2 separate regions of the Dromaius novaehollandiae genome follow, and region 1 is linked to region 2. The links are chromatin contacts, called in public Hi-C maps. All regions are on one chromosome and are shown on one strand. Each heading gives the region's core, a stretch centred on a gene start, on an enhancer-like site or on the middle of the called end of the contact. The rest is flanking DNA. Distances are from core to core; before and after follow the strand shown. Region 1 holds the start of OPTN (optineurin). Region 2 overlaps CAMK1D (calcium/calmodulin dependent protein kinase ID).

Region 1 (2,700 bases), core at 150-2,649, 150 kb after region 2:
AGCCTGCTGTCAGAACTGCTATTTACCCCTTAGACAGTCCCAAATGGTTGCTGGTTTCATTTCTAGGGTGAATTGGAACCTGTCTCTGGAGTTTGAATGCTGAAATTCTTCAGCTGGCAGCCTTGTAGATGGATCTGTCCCTGTCAGATCACACCTTCCACCGGGCACCAGCCCTTCCTCTTTCTCATGCCGGAGGAGTCTTTGGCTGCAGCGTTCGGAGGGCAGCGGGGGAAATCAGTCTGCAGAAGGGCATGACTTCATGGCAGAGCACTCGATCCACAGCTCCTAGGAGATACCAAAGCAACATTTCCAAATCAAAAGACCTTATTTTTGAGCCATGCAGTTATTTAATCAAAGACTGACATCCTCCTTATGGAAAGCAGACATTTTAGCTAAAATGACATATTCCGTTGAAAGCAAAGGAACCAAAACATCATAATTGGCCCTAACTATTACACAAGAACAGCCACTCTAAGGCCCTACCAACCCCTGTAGGATCCTACCAGCCCAGTGTCCTGTCACTGACAGTCACTGGTGGTTGCGGTTTAGAGAAAAAGGAATGTGTTAACCGGACTGTCATTCCTAGCTCTGCCTACCAGGAGCTGCCAAACAGCTTTAAGGACTTTCCAGACTAGAAACTGTATCCAGGTATGATGCTAACAGTCAGTAATGGGCCTATATACCTTGAGTGTGGCTAATCCCTTCCTGATCTATTTGCCTCCATGGTATCGCATGGCAATAACCTCTAAAATGTAATTATGCACTGTGTGAAAAGCACTTTGTGTGTTTTCCACCTGTTGTCTGATCGTGTTTTTGTGCCCCTTTTAATTTCTGTGTAATGAGAAACACTTCCTGATCATCTTTCTTGATACCACTGTTGACTCTGCAGGCCTCTGTCATCTCCGTCCCTATTGTCTCTTTTTCCAGCACAAAATCCAAGACTTTTCAATCTCTCTTGGTACGCAGCATGCTCTCAGGATGGTATTACGGGCATTCATGACTCTTTCTACAGAGCTGAGCCTATCTCCCGAGGCTGTGAGCTCCCGAGGCTGCGTTAAGCCCAGCGTGGTCCTTGCCCTCCCCAGTGCGGCAGGATCTTTCTGCCGGGCCCAGCTTAGAGACCTGCAGGCGGCAGAGGGGCTGCCGCGTCCCCCTGACAGAGGGCTAGGGCTTCCCGGCCTCCCTTATCTACACGCTGCCTGCGGGCCTGGTTTAGGGCATGCTGTGGCGGGGATTCGGTGAGGCCATTTGGTGGCCGCAGGGGACTCGGCCGCCCAGGGCCGGGGGGCTGCGAAACGCAGAAGGCCCTGGGGGAGCAGCCCCGGGGGCAGGGCAGGGGCCCGAGGCAGCCTGGGGGCACCCGGTCCCCGGGGCGGCGGGGCGGGAGGCGGCCGGGGCAGGGCGGATTTTCCGCAGGAAATCCCCGCGGAGGTAGGCGGGGACGCGGTGGTCAGCTGAGCCGCGCGCCGCCGCCGCCACAGCCACCGGGGCCGGCTGTCCGCGGGCCATGGTCGCGCCGTGAGCGTGGTGAGCGGGTCGCTGGCGGAGGACCCCAGGGAGCTGTGGGCCCGCTGAGGCCGCGGTAGGCCCGAAGCGCCGGGGTCCTGCCGCCCGTGCGGGCCACGCACGGAGAAGGGGGCCCACGCGGGAAGGGGACCTCGTCCGAGGTTTGTTCCGGGACACAAGCGCATCCTCCGCGTGGTCCTGTGAGGGGTTAATGCGATATTGATGCTCCTGGCAGGTGTTGTGGTGGTGTCAGCAGGGTTGGCCGGTGCCTCCGTATCACAGTGAGTTGTGCGGCTTGCTCGCCCGGATAAAACGAAAGTATGGTTATGTTTTCTTTTCTCAGCAGTTCATCGGTGAGGGAGCGGATCTTCCTCCGCGCTAACCTCATCGCAGCCGCTTCAGGGATGTCTGGCAAGTTGCAAAGCCGTCCTGCTGAAAATGGAGAGCATCCCAGGAGGAGGATGGAAAACGGCCCGGACGGCGCGGCTTCCCCCGCCCTCAGCACGTACACACCGGAAGAGATGGTGCAACAGATGAAAGAGCTCATCACCGAGAACAACGAGTTAAAAGGTGAATACATCCCTGAAACGCAAAAGGCCCGGCTCTCTTCTGCAGGCTTCTTTGCCATACGAGTGTGAATTCGGTGCTCCTTTGCCCCTGCTGGATAACATTTTGTACCTGGGGAGCCTTCAATGTAGAGGCAACCCTGCAAGAGGCGAGGGCGGTGTGATATGACACAGCAAGTTGGATCCATGTGGAAGAATAGGGGGAGAACAGCTCAATTTATGGGTGAATTATTTGCTTGGGAATTACCGACATAATTAGTATAGCACTGTGCATTTTAGCAAGTGAGGTGAAAAATCTGTTTTGCTATCACGTGATATAAAGAGCTGTCTTTACTCAGCAACTGTTAAAAGCTTTTATGGTTTGTGTTTTAGGACCGCTGGGCAGCTCCATTACAGACTGACCAAACATTTTGCTGTAGCTGCGTCAGAAGGGGTGGGTACTGCACCGTGCCCAGGACAGTTTGGGTTAGGATGCTCTCTGAAAGGAGTTGAATCATCTCAGGCAGAGAGGGGAATTCAAGCAGGCCATCCTGCATTATGTGTAGTAATCACTAAGAAATGTAGCTGTGGTGGCACCTTCTGTACTTTAAAAAGAAGTGGCAGCCATGGCTGAGTCTATCTGGTAGAA
Region 2 (2,700 bases), core at 132-2,631:
GTGTTCGCTATTCAGAGATGTAGCACAGTACAGAAGAGGGGACATAAGATAAACTCTGAGCATCATCAGCACCCTAAATCAGGGGAGCTGGGAAGGAGCACAGTGAGGCCTCGGTGATCCCCAGAAGGGAGGCAGCATGTCAGAGAGGAGGCTCAGGAGCTCTGTAAACGTCCAGTTTGCTCTGTCAAGACTTCTGAAATCAATCGTTTGTATTTTTTCTGGGTTGATTCAGTCCTCTTTTACCTGCAGCTTGAGTTCTTTGCAGATTATCTGTGTGATTGCATCTCATGTCCCATCCGTCACTTGAGGACCAGATTCAAAGCCCATTTGTAGTCCAGGGAGAAGATGCCTGTGGACTGCAATGACTCAGACTGTAGTATCTCACAGCTCTTTTCAGTAAGAATATAAAAATCTACTATTTTGCCTTGGGCAGATGGTTCCTGGGTGACTGTGGACCGGGTGCTGGGAGAGCTTCATCCTCCAGCTCAAGGACTGTTGCCCACAGGGGTTGGACCTGGTATTAAGGGAGGGACTACCCGAAAGCATGAGCGACTGTTGGACAGTGGGTTCAGCTGCCATGCCCCTCTCTCCATTTTTAAATGGTTTCTGTGCCTATAAATAATGACAATGGCAAAATCGTGGCTATTGTTGGGCAGTCTGTCTCCAGATAAGGAGGCCGGTCTCCTGCTCTGAACCACTCCAACCAGGACGCCGGCGTCGTTGGTGCAGTACATGCACACACGTGTTTCTTCTGCTGGGTAACCGCTGTCCTGCAAGGAAGCTGAGCCTTGGAAACTGTAGTAATGCAGCCTGGTTGCCCTCAGAAGAGGGCTTCAGCCGGCCGTGGAGGTCACGGTCGGCTCGTTTTGTGGCTGAGCTTTCGCATGAGGGAGCGCTCCCGTCCCTGGGGTGAGCTCGAGGCAGTTCGAGCCTCAGCGTTCAGAGGGCAACGCTGGACATGGGCGCTTGAGGCAGCACATTACAGCACAACAACAACCGCTAGAAAAAAACTAGATCATTAAAATATCGTCTCTGTTTTCCCAATAAATAGTTTATTTTAATTGAGTATTATACAAAGGTGCTTTTGGCATGCTGAAATGGACAGACACAAAAAGCACTTTAACAAGGGGGTTTTGGCCTGGTGTTTAACGGTAACAAGGGGGGAGAAACATTTGGCATTTCTGTTTTTCTAACCTCCTGAGAACACACCAGAAAGATTCCTCTTAATTGAACCCTTAAACTTTTAATGCAGTCCCTGGACTGATATGCATTTGCCATATGTTTTGCTTAGCTGTTAAATGGTTGACTAAGGCCTTTGCTTGGCCTGTTAAACTGAATTGATGACATTTTAATATTGCACAGGGAATACCACAGCCAAATAGAAAACAGACATCTGTGGTGCTGCGGTGCTGAGATCGATCGATCCTGGCACTGGCTGAGGAGCAGGACCAGGGAGCTGAGCTGTAGCAACCAGAGCAGCATAAATAACATGGCAAGAGCAGAGGAGCATTTTCATCAGTGGCTTTGAGTGTTCGTACCTAGTTATAACTCATTATTTAAATGCTGTCTAAAAGCACTTTATAAATTGTCTGTGTGAAATGTGTTTTCCATACCGTTCTTTAACAAATGGCTAAAGAGCTTCTTCCATTGCATAAATACATCTGGTTTGCCTGCTGCAGAAGTAGGCTTGCTTTCTCTTTGCAAGGCTTAACTTGGCTTGGGAATTTTTCGGTTAGTTTTGGAAGATATGGAACAAGATTACCATCTGCTAAAAGCACAGCAGCATTAATGTATTCCTTAAAGGGAGGCGTTTGGGTTCCTACAAAGATTGAGGGAACAATTGACACTGGTTTTAAGGAGCCCTTTATTGCTCTGTGACGTTCTCATCAATAAAGAGTAACAGAGCTCCCCCTTCCTGAGTGAATCTTGAGTTACGTCCTGAGAAGTGGAACATTCTCCGAAGGAGGTATGGAAAACACCGTGTGGTTTAGGACATTTTCCAAGAGTTGGAGATACTGGCTTGGAGCCCCCACTCCCCTCTTCCAGCTGGAGCAGGGAGTTGAATTTGTGCTCCCCATCCTGGGAGCTCTGCTGTTCACTGCTAGCAGAGCAGCAAGTTCAGCAGCGTTGACCTGTTGGCAGTGGAGGTACCTGGGGTATCCGAACCACGGATTAGATCATAGATGCCTAATTCCCTCTCGAGGCACCAAGTCCCTGTGTAGATTCCTCTTTCGATGGCTTGCCCAAGACATGTGGCAGAGCAAAGGTTAAACCCTGGTCTCCTGACTTGAGGCTTTTGCCTTGCCTGTGATTTTGTGTGTGCCGAGGAGTGTGATGGTCCTACACTTCTCGCACCTCCCTGCCCACAGTCACGATTTGACTTAGAAAGAAGAATTGTGGGGGTTGTACGGCAGCACTTGCTTTGTGAGTATCAGATGTAATTACTGCAGTAATAATACTGCTTTCTTTGCCAGCTCTAGTGCTAGTGAGACCTTGTTTGGAGTGTGTGCTTTCATTAACAGGCAGTTGGACAAGCAGCTGAGCAGTCAGACCAGCTGGCTGTGGATATTTAACCTCTTAGCACTTTTCTTTGGTCCCTTCATTAGGACCAACTTAGTAACAGTTTACTGACTTGAATGCAGTGGCTTAGGGAGACTCCGTGCCTCCCCCACAGTGCGATGGACCGAGTGCACTTATTTT

Evidence for each region. A called contact is a pair of places that touch in the nucleus more often than the background predicts.
Region 1: a contact with region 2 is called in a Hi-C map of liver, with 12 times the contacts expected there. The contact joins the promoter of OPTN here to the enhancer-like site in region 2. A contact is called at or near these places in 3 of 4 Hi-C or Micro-C datasets (brain, liver and ovary).

The regions. Positions count from the first base shown.
Region 1 is chr1:4,009,805-4,012,504 of bDroNov1.hap1, forward strand. OPTN (optineurin) reads left to right here and starts at 1,400. Exons shown (of 14, transcript XM_026119278.2): 1 at 1,400-1,527; 2 at 1,853-2,076. The coding sequence starts at 1,911.
Region 2 is chr1:3,858,665-3,861,364 of bDroNov1.hap1, forward strand. All of the region lies in intron 3 of CAMK1D (calcium/calmodulin dependent protein kinase ID), which reads left to right. Among named protein-coding and RNA genes, the nearest start is that of CCDC3, 120 kb to the right of the region's middle. Within about 2 kb of position 1,382, at least 1 of the 2 cell types and tissues checked has open chromatin away from gene starts, as enhancers often do.